Regions from separate parts of the Sus scrofa genome. Here all the other regions are linked to region 3. Evidence: chromatin contacts called from public Hi-C and HiChIP or PLAC-seq data. All regions are on one chromosome and are shown on one strand. The core of a region is the stretch at or near the end of the contact, and the rest is flanking DNA. Distances in the headings are between cores, read along the strand shown. Region 1 holds the start of TCF12 (transcription factor 12). Region 2 has its middle 22 kb from the start of TCF12. Region 3 holds the start of ZNF280D (zinc finger protein 280D).

The links. A called contact is a pair of places that touch in the nucleus more often than the background predicts. HiChIP or PLAC-seq counts read pairs in DNA pulled down with a chosen protein or histone mark.
Region 1: a contact with region 3 is called in a Hi-C map of skeletal muscle, with 7 times the contacts expected there. The contact joins the promoter of TCF12 here to the promoter of ZNF280D in region 3. A contact is called at or near these places in 7 of 47 Hi-C or Micro-C datasets (embryonic fibroblasts, fetal heart ventricle, heart right ventricle and 3 more) and 1 of 2 datasets of contacts at active chromatin or transcription factors (alveolar macrophages).
Region 2: an H3K27ac HiChIP or PLAC-seq map of alveolar macrophages shows a contact between it and region 3. The contact joins the enhancer-like site here to the promoter of ZNF280D in region 3. A contact is called at or near these places in 4 of 47 Hi-C or Micro-C datasets (embryonic fibroblasts, fetal heart ventricle, psoas muscle and 1 more) and 2 of 2 datasets of contacts at active chromatin or transcription factors (alveolar macrophages and skeletal muscle).

What each region holds. Positions count from the first base shown.
Region 1 is chr1:115,054,716-115,057,968 of Sscrofa11.1, reverse strand. TCF12 (transcription factor 12) reads left to right here and starts at 1,606. Exons shown (of 21, transcript XM_021094696.1): 1 at 1,606-1,949; 2 at 2,909-3,005. The coding sequence starts at 2,931.
Region 2 is chr1:115,076,866-115,080,385 of Sscrofa11.1, reverse strand. No RefSeq gene overlaps it. Among named protein-coding and RNA genes, the nearest start is that of TCF12, 22 kb to the right of the region's middle. Within about 2 kb of position 1,560, at least 78 of the 83 cell types and tissues checked have an H3K27ac peak or open chromatin away from gene starts, as enhancers often do. A contact at or near this core is called in alveolar macrophages, embryonic fibroblasts and skeletal muscle, where this site is marked.
Region 3 is chr1:115,218,155-115,221,612 of Sscrofa11.1, reverse strand. ZNF280D (zinc finger protein 280D) reads right to left here and starts at 1,595. Exons shown (of 21, transcript XR_002344724.1): 1 at 1,406-1,595.

The sequences.
Region 1 (3,253 bases), core at 357-2,856, 160 kb after region 3:
ATCACTAAAGATCATATCTTTTTCTGTCTATGCTTTCTCCATGTCTGCTTTATTTTAACCTGGCTGGACCTGGTGGTTGGAAGATGGCTTTCTTGATTTTTGTTTTTCCATACAATATGCTGGTGATATTCCTTCACATTTTTTGGTTGTTTTTGCTCCTGGATTTCTTGAGTACATACAGAAGAAGGAGGTTGCTCTGAAGCGCTCTTGCAACATAAAGCCAACAATCAAAAACTTTCCCTAAAGCTTCAGCACTGGCCCAAATTGTGTCAAGTACATTGCCAACCAACAACTGCAGCAGGGAATGGGACTATGCTGATTTATTTAGGTTGGAGTTTTCCTAATTTACTTCTGCTGGCACCACATTCTCCAGTAAGCAGCCAGGCCATGGATGTGACACCAAGAAGGGGGCTGGGTGTTTACCTAGATAAGGGGGAGTGGATACAGGGGAGCCTAGCACCGGATCTGGCACAAGATACCGGGAGTAGATGTTGACAACGTCATGGAAACCCTTATCCCCAAGCTACAACTGCCTTCTTCCGCTGGATAACTCGGGTTGTAATAAAGCACAGAACTTGCATATTCGCAGTTGGATCTAGCTCCTTGTTTCTATGCACATCTGAGCTCCGATAACTCCTTCTTGCCAGGTTGTTGTCCTTAAAGGACTGACTGCATCCTTCAATTTGTTTCTTTTGATTTGTCTTCTTTCCTCACAGTGTTTCTTTGGCTTGGGTCTCACTGGTTTTCACTGTAGTTGCTGAGTCGGAGAAAACCTTTGATATCCTGATAGGAAGAAATTGAGGTTTAGTTGTCTTCTTTCCTCCGTTTGGGGCTTCTTCAGGTCAAATTCAGAACTTGCAAGGCAGTGGCTATGGTATAGAAACTCCCTGGGCCGTTAAATGAAGGGACTGATCCCATCCATTTCCGAGACCACATCCTGCTGTGCAACTCGGTGGCCTCAAATGGGATTCAGATGGCAAGAGGTGATTGTAGACGTGAGGACCTGAGTGAGTGTAATGTTTGGGAACCTGAAGGCCACGTTGCTTGGCGTGGTTTGAGGGAGATTTCGCCTCTTCTGCATTCCGCTCAGCAACGAATTTGACCACCGTACCTGCTCCAAGAGCCGATCGAGGTGGCCGGTCTCCCTTCTTCAAGCATGCCTCTTCCGCTCGAGTACTCAGCAGCCTCCCGGGGCCTGAGGCTCCAGGCCAGGCCGAGCGCGGCGTCCGGCGTCCAGCGCGGCTCGCTCGGGAACTGCAACATCTCAGGGCTCTGCGGCCTCGGGCTAGGTGGCCTGGGCAGCGGATCCAGATGCGACTGCTGTTGCGTCTCCGCCGCTTCGCTTCGGGGCGGGAAGCAGGAGCAGGACAAGCCGGGGGAGGCGCCACAGTGCCCGAAGCCCGTCTCCACGGGCCCAGACCAGGCATTCTCCACAGGCTGCCCGGCCCTGCCTCGCGGGGTGCCTGCGCTTACCTCCGGCCCCTCCCCGCCGGCGCCAGCTCCGACTCCGGCCCGCCTCACCCCACCGCGGGCTTTGTCCACAGGCTGCGCGGCGGCCCCTCCCCGTTCCCGCCGGCTCCTCCCCGCCCCCTCGCTGGCCCCACTTCCTCGGCGCAGGCGGCGGGAGCGGATCGGGGACGAAGGGGTTAACCCGGGGCTCTTCCCGGCGCGGAGGGATCCGAAGCCGAGCCGAGCGTGGTGCTGAGGCCGCCTCAGCGAAAAAAATGTCCGCCTGAGGAGACCCACAAGTTCTATTCGGGGGGACCGTCAGCCCGCCCCGGTAGGAAGGGGCGGCCAGGCCCGAGAGCCGCCTCCCCCGCCCGGATCCGAGAGCTTGCGCGGGGCAAAGTGAGCCGAATCGCCGGGCGGTGCGAGGGGAAGCCCGAGCCCGCACTCCTGGCCAAAGTGAACTTTAATCGGGGTGGTTGGATGCGGAGACGGGGCGGCAGGTAATTACGGGCCGGCGAACGGGAGGGGGACGCCGTGGCGGGGATGGGGGCTGCGGGGCGCCGCCGCGTCCCTGCCAGAGCGGAGGCGCCCCCGGCCCGCGCCGCAACTCCGCGCCCCTTTGTACAGAGGCGAGCCCCGGGTCCTCTGCAAGTTGGGGAGTGGAGTGGGGGCGGAGGCGAGAGTCGCGGACGGCCAGGCCCGCGGGCGGCGCGCTCGGCCTGCGCGCCCCGCTCGGCTGGGCTCCGGGGCGCGCGCAAGAGCGGGCTCTTCGGCTGCCGAGCCAGGCTCATTGTTAGGCAGGTCCGGGGCCGGCCGGCCGCGGGCAGGGCAGCAAAAGTGGGAGGAGGCCGAGCCGGGGGAGGAGGACGCCGGCCGAGAGCGAGACTAGTTGTCGGTGTTTCTGTTTTCTTTTTAAAAACGCTCCTCCGATGCGCCGGGGGTGCTTTCCGACCCCCTGGGCCCGCCGGGGACGTCCGGGCGGCGGCGGCCGCAAACGCGGGCCTTCGAGCGGCGCATTCCGTGCAACTTGTCAGTTCTATTGTTGCGGATCCAGTGAGTCACTTCGCTGCTCCCCTCGCCGCCGCTCGGCTCGCTGGATGCCCATTCGCCCCTCACCCCGCCCCTCGAGACCCCCGCCCCGGCCAGGCCCCGCGCGCCCGGCACCCGGCGGTGGAGCGGGGTGGGGGGCGCCGGGGAGGGGGCAGGGACGGGCTTGGAAACTTGCGGGAGAGGCGGCGAGTTGCGGGAACCGCAGCGTCGCTCCCGGGCCGCGCCAGGAAACGCGTGGAATCACGGACCGGGCGCGGACGCCGGGCTCTTCTGCCCCCTGCTCTTACAGTGGTGGGGAATGAGAAGGGTATTAGCCCGGTGCTTTTCTTCTTCTCCTACGCCCCTGTCCATCCCCGTAAACACTTTGGGCCTCGGTGCTCTCTTGCTGAGCCTTTTTCCTCTGCCTTAGGACCTACTAGAAGTGGCCCAAGATGAATCCCCAACAGCAGCGCATGGCCGCTATAGGGACCGACAAGGAGCTGAGCGACCTGCTGGACTTCAGTGCGGTATGAGAGCTTTCCGTGGCATCTTGGGGTTCTGCTGAGGTTTACAGAAAAAGAAAGGGGGGGAGAGCGGCTAGGCAGCATTAACTCCATCTGCTTTGAGCAGTAGTTCTCAGGGCTGGAGTCCAGCTCCCCCAAGTTGGACACCTGAACTTTGATGTAATGTCTAGACTTGCAGATTTAAAACTTTAAATGCCAGAGGGGTCATTTGATTTAACCAGTTAAAAGGAGAACAACGTTAATCATGAGCT
Region 2 (3,520 bases), core at 311-2,810, 140 kb after region 3:
TTCAAGCCACCTCTAGTCTGGTTTTCTGTTTTGTTGATAGCTTGATTTTTCTAGTAAAGGTGAGAGCATGTGTTATGAATGTGAAATGTGGGATTTGAAAAGTCTGAAATAGTTATTTTAGCTTTTATTCATAGCGTTGATCTTTTTTTACCCTTCCCCATCCTGTCCCCAACCCTACTGGACAGGAAGGGCCAGGAGATACAGAACTGGATGCAAAAGGTCCTCTCCCTTCTCACGACTTAGTCTTTGTTTCCGGCTCAAGCTCACTGGATTAGACTCCTTCCCTGAGGACACGTTCTATCCTAGGAACCTCCTCAGTCACTAGGGTCAATAGGCTTCTGGAACTTTGTCCCAGCAGTTCCGCAGACACACCCATACTTGTCTGAACCCCAAGCCACAGCTTAGGCTCAAGTGGGGAGCTACAACCAGAGCACCATTCTGTATCAGTATCTAGCAATGCCTTGTGGCCCTTGAACAGACACAGACAAGCAAATGAAAATGGTCAAGGCTTGGTGACGGGAATTGGTGAGGGCATGGGCTAAGGTCTCAAACTCAGGAATTAGTGTGGATTTACAACACAAACTGATCCTTGAACAATATGGGGTGGAACTTTACCGGTCCACTTATACATGGATTTTTTTTCCAATAAATATAATTCTCATGAAGATCAGACAGCAGGAAGCTTAGAAGTCCGCATCTACACAGTTAGTGTCAATATATGTGTATTACATTTAACTTAAATGACCAGGCTGTTGGGTGACGGTGAAATGGCTTCCTTTTACAGGGTCTTCTGTTCAGTGTCTTTCAGCCATCACCACCACTTTTCCTCAAAAACAAAACCTTCCATATTTTCACCTCAGTTTTCTAAGTTTATTTTTATGATATACTTTGAAATTGGGATCATTAAGAACGGTTTTAACTTACCAGAAAGAAACGAAGACACAAAGAGATGATCTGACTTGGCCACAGTCCCAGAGGGCATCCATTGCAGAGCTAGGATGGTCTCTAAGTCCCTGGGGGCTTCCAAGTCATTGTTCTGATGTCCATGTATGTAATTGTTTTGACAGCAATTTCCCTGGTTCTCTCTCACTAGCCTGCTAATCACGCATGTCAATCACATTCAAGAACGCCATGGGCCTAAGGGTCAGCCACAGTCTCAGGAGGACGTGATTCAAAAGAGAAAACAAGGCACAATAGAGCACTTTCTCCTTCAAGCGGGCATGTCAGATGTGGCCTCATAAGCCTGGCACTGTGTGCAGGAGAGAATGTTGTCGGGTTTTCCCCCCCAGACGGAGAATGGCGGTATCATGTGTTCTGACCGCAGCCAAAAACCAAGTGAACTTAATCCACCAGTTTAAGTTCCTCTGACCAGAGAACACTCAAGGAGATGGGAAGAGTTCTCCACCCATTCTCTCAAGAGTTGGGCGGGGGGGAGGTCCTCTTTCCTCCTCAATGACACTCTCCGTGGCTTCACTTCAGTCTGTGAAGCGAGCCTGACGGCGGCGGAACCTTAGTGTAAACCTTTACACAGATGCTAATTACCCTTCTCCAACAGACCACTGGGTTTCCTTCCTTCCTCATTTCACTTTCACTTTGGAAAGCAGCATCAAGGCCCCCAAACGACCGGGTCCAGGTCCAGACCAGGAGATGGCCCCGAGGAGCAGCGCGTGCCGCCGAAAGGGCGGGGCGGGAAGGGGAGCGTGCGCGGGACTGAGGATGTTCGTGTGAGGCGTGGATTCTGGAATGTGCGTGTGCGCCGCCCCCCAGCACCGCCCGCGCGGCGCCGATTGGCCGGGGGCGCGCGGCGGGGGAAACCCTTGGCTAATCTCCTGCCACTCAGCCGGGTCGACGTCGGCGCGGGGCCGCAGCGCCCCGCGCGGAAGGACAAATAGTCCCGGCGGCGGTGCTGCGCTCCTCTCCAAGGTTCTGCTTGCCCCGCCCGGGGCTGCGGGGCCCAAAGGCCCGGGCGGCGGGGGAGGGGCGGCTTCTGCGGCTCTTCGACCCCCCACCCCCACCTCTTGGCGACCCGGCTGGTGGATTGTGCTCCCTGGGGAAAGTAATTGGATTCCGGGCTCTCTCCAGCCGCGATCAGCGGAAATCAGAGGCTGAGCCTGAAGTGGGAGGGGCGGGTGGGACCAGTGGCCGGGGAGGAAAACTTGGTGGAAGCACCACCGTCCCCTGAAGCGTTGACGTGCAGGCCGCGGTAGAAAGCTGGGTGGTAACGAAGGATCAGTGGAAACCGCCCCCGGTGCCCTTTGCCGCTTAGTGTGTGACTCCTGCCCCCTCAAGTTGTCATCATTCTGAAATCCACCTGGGAAGAGAAATACCTTGGAACCTTTGAGACTTTGAAACACCACTACTTCGTTTTTCTCTCAGGGCTCTACTCGGAGCTGAGGTGGTCAAAAAACCCAGTCCAGTCTGGAATTGGACATGTATCTTCTTAACGGGGTAACTCAGGAGAAAGTAGCATTCTTACCAGAATCATCTGGGAAAATATCTCAACTCCTTGCTTTAGCAGTAGCAAACCTCCCTAATTCCCTGCCCTTTTGGAGGTGGAGCAAAAGTGGGAGCTTAAAGCAGAGTTTTTGACTGAGATAATAGGAATATTCTAGGAATTTAAGAGACTGGCTCAGCCCTCTTATGATTTTTTTGTCCCATTTACTGTATTTCATTCATTCATCATCAAACAAGCATTCATCGGGGACTTTCTATATGCCAGGTTCTGTTGTACTTAGTAGGGATATATCAGTGAATAAAACAATATCTGCACTTATGGAATCTCGTTGCAGTTCATCCAGTGGGGTAATACATTTACAAATAGATATACAATATAATATGTAGTGACAAGTACTGTGAAGACAAAGCAGAGTAGAAGGACACACAAGGATGCAGGTGGATGTAGTGAGTTTATGTTTTAGCTAAGTTGGTCTAGAAGGGCCTCTTTGATGAAGTAACGTTTAAATAGTGATCTGAATGAAATGAGGGACCAGGCCAAACGGCAGTCTTGGCGAAGCCCTTTTCAGGGCAAGTGCAAAGGTTTAGAGGCCAGAGACTGGTGAGTTTGAATTAGTAGGAAGCAAGGAGGCCAAAGTGAATGCTGTGCAATGAGCAGGAAGAACAGTTGGAGATGGTATTTCTGACTTTCTTTGGGCTCTGCTCCAATCACCTGCCAGAATAATCATTCTAAATCTTTACTTTAAGCACATCTCTTCATGCTTCAATAAGTTCATGGCTATATTTTTCTAGTCCATTAAATTTACTCTTCTGACTGATTTTCAAGCTCTTGCCCCCATCTACTTCCCTCTTAAACTGTAAACCACTCCTCAGTCTACACCTTCGATTTTAGTTGGGTCTGTCCCTGAAGTTTATTCATGTTCAATTATTTTTGTGCATGCTTATTTACGGATCTATCCTCACACAACTTAGTATTGATTCAGTAAGGATCTATGGTTGCACGTGACATAAAATCCAGCTCAAATTGGTTTAAACAGGGAAGAGGATTTATTAGCTCACATAATTG
Region 3 (3,458 bases), core at 346-2,845:
AAAAAATAATAATAGTAATATAGTCAATTGAGCACTGAATGAAGAATCAGAAGACCTAAGATTATAGAAATGATTTATCACTTCCCAGCCATGACTTCATTAAAGATCTCTCACCCTGAGCTCTCTTTCATCTTCAAAATCAGTCCTATCAACACACACAACACTGCGCAAGTGGTAAGGAGTTAGCAGTGACTAATACAAATGCAAGATAAAATTATAATAGTATTTGTACCGATGCTTTAAAAACATCGAGAGCACACAGGCCCAACTTAATTCGCTCAGCAAACCTGCGCCTTGGTGACAGGCACAATAAGTTTCTGCTTAGGTACAGCTTGAGTTGACACGGTAATGACCCAATGCAGGACATCTCACAAATGCGGAGAGATAGATAGCTTTTGTGCTTTAAATCTCTCCTCTTAGGTTTCAATTTTATGTTTAATGCCGATAGAGAACGTCAAATTCTCAATACACAGTTCAAACCTGAAAACAATGAATAAATAAGGTTTAAGTTCACAGGTTTGGTTTTTTTAAAAAAAAAAAAAAAAACACCTCATTGCAAACAAAGAGAAACCCTTTGGACGAAGGTCTCCCGTGCTTGCAGAAGCGGCTTCACTTTGACGTTTCTCCTCTCTAGCTGATTTCTCCATAAAGGCGTTAACACTTGAGATAAGTTGGGAGGAACTCCTTCCACCTCTAAAAGCAGGATAAAACCTCAGAGTGAGCTCATTCTTTCCGTCTCACCAAGGGAAATCTGCAAGCTCAGTTAGGAAATTGTGTATCCAAGTCCACTGCGCTCCTCAGGGCCCCTTTCCCGCAGACAATAACGGGACGTCTAGGGCAGAGCGGGGAAGTCCTTTCACAGGAAAGAGGATGTGAGCGGGGAATGACTGGTCACCTGGGCCGAGGAACCTAGGCCCTAAGGTCCCCGAGGCCTCCAAGTTATGCAGCCCCTTTGGTCTCTGCCTCTGACTGAAGAGACTCGGGGGAGCGCTGGAAGGAGAGGAGCGTAAGTCCCCGCCAAACATCAGCACAAAACGTAAGAAAGACCAGTGGAGTAGCCTCCGAAGAGGAAAGCCCAAACCAGACCAGGGGCAAACAGGTCCTGGGAGGCGAGGCGGGGAGGAGGCGGCGGCGGCGGCCTGCGCGGCCCCGGCCTGCGGCCCCGAGCCGGCTGCCGCGTCGCGGCGGGATCCCTCCCCCGCCGGGGCCAGCGCAAGATGGCGGTCCGGCCACCGCCGCGCAGCCGGTCTCTTCCCCCGCGCCCTGGGCGCTCTCGGCGACCCGCGCCGGCCTCGACACCCCCAGCCCGGCGCCCCCGGAGTGGGGCCGCGCAGGCCGCGCGGGAGGGCCTCTGCCTGCTGCAGCGCGGGGCGGGCGAGGGCGGGCGGGGGCGGGGGGCGCTTACCGTGAGCGGAGCGGATCGGCCTGACTGGGGCCCTGAGGAGGAGGAGAAAGAGGAGGAGGAAAAGGAGGAGCACGAAAAACTACACAGCAGCGACGGCGGCGGCTCCCATTGCGGAGCAGGCAGCCGAGCTGTGGGCAGGGGGGGAGCTCTCGTGGAGCCGGCGCGCTGCCTCATGGGTAGGCTCCGGGTCAGCCTCCGCGCGTCCGGGCTCCCTTTATTCTTGCAGATGCGGGAGGCGGACGTGGGCATGTGCGTCGCGTCGCGGGCCCTCGAAGGCCACGGAGCACTACCACGCTCCTGCAGAGGCCCAGGGCCAGGGCCAGGGCCCCAGGCACAGCTCCGAAGCCTGGGCCGCGTCGAATCTAAAGATATGGAAACGCGAGTTCTGGGGGCTCCCCATGTGTAACAGCTAGTTCTCCGCAGGCTTGGAAAGTAAGAAGGTTTAGAAAGAGAGGCGCCATTAAAAAGAAATTCTGTGCCTCAGCGGCGAAGACCACGCAACAGACGAGAAAAAGAAATGGAGACGGCTCTTCTAATAATTGGCTAATTTTGCCAAATTTGTATTATACATGCGAGTTTGCTTGTCTCCTTTAGTTCCTAACAGCCTTTAACAACTTTACAAAAAAAAAAAAAAGATACCTGTAATAACTTTACTAAATATATATATGTGCATTTACAAGAACACGTGCTAAAATACTGCTTGCATAAATACTTGCTAATGTATTGTACTGTATGTAATACTCTAATGGATATAGGTTCTGATATGTACGGAAAGTTTCCTTTCTCAGTTGCCCTCACAGGATGGATGGCAGTAGTGGTCACGGTCTCAAGAGTGACCTGGATTTGAAATCTTGTCTCATTAGCGCTGCTTAATGTACACCAGCCACTGCATTAACCGTTCAGTTACTGGAGCATACTAATTCTTCCTGCCTATTTGAATTAGTTTCATCTTTCTCAACCAGAGTGTCCCCAGCTCTTCTCTGGCAGTTATCATTACAGTTGTTTCTTTATTAATTACCATTCCCAGATCAGTCTTCCTCAAAGACCACTTAAATTAGTCCTAAAAACCTGGAATGGCTACAGATGACCAGGACCTACTCTTCTCCCAAATGGCCCATCTTTCCTTTTCTTCTTGGCACTGGAAATAAACTTCATAGGAAAAGATAGAATAATCAAAATAAAACTAATGGAAAACTAAAAGTTCAAAAATCTTAGAACATTCTTAAGTCATATTTCAGATGTTTCAAATATAGTTCCTAATGATTTGCAAAATATGTTACAAAATGAGGATGAATTTAGGATTTCACACTGTTTTCTACAGTCTGGTCCTCAGTTTGCAGAGACAGAAACTTAATGTTGTTAGCCCCCAGAGCCAATTTGAATCCAGTGGGATGATTCATGCCAACCAAACTTAACTAGACACTGATGTATAAACCAGTTTATCTCCTTTTTTTTCTTTCCCCATGAAAATCATAACTGCTACGGAGACAAGAAAACTGTGTACACATTTTCACTCAAAAGAAACATTTACATGAGAAGCCAAATTTTCAAAGATGTCTGGTGAGTATGAAATCAACACACAAAAAGTAAATTGGATGGTTTTTACTTGACTCCTCAATCCTCATACTCCTTCCTTGGCTTCTAGAACACAGCTGTCTTGGTTCTCTTGACATACTGTCCACACCTTCCCATCACTTTTTAGTGCTTCTCTTCCTCTGACTTTTTATATTTCCTACTCTTTGACATTCTCTATATGCTAAGTATCTTCACAGTACTGATTCTCCTAGAGTGAGATCATCTGCTACTCTGACTGTAATGGATATAGGTGATTTCGCAGCTTCTATTCCACAACTCTATTGTGTTCATCAAAATTTGGATGGAATAACCACCACCCCCAAGTCCAAGATTACTACAACTAGCCTAAAACTATCAGAATTACCCTCACCTCCTTTTTTTTTCACTTTTTTTTTTTTTTTTTTTAGGGCCATACATGTGACATATGGAAGTTCCCAGACTAGGGTCAAATCAGAGCTACAGCTGCATGCCTACCCCA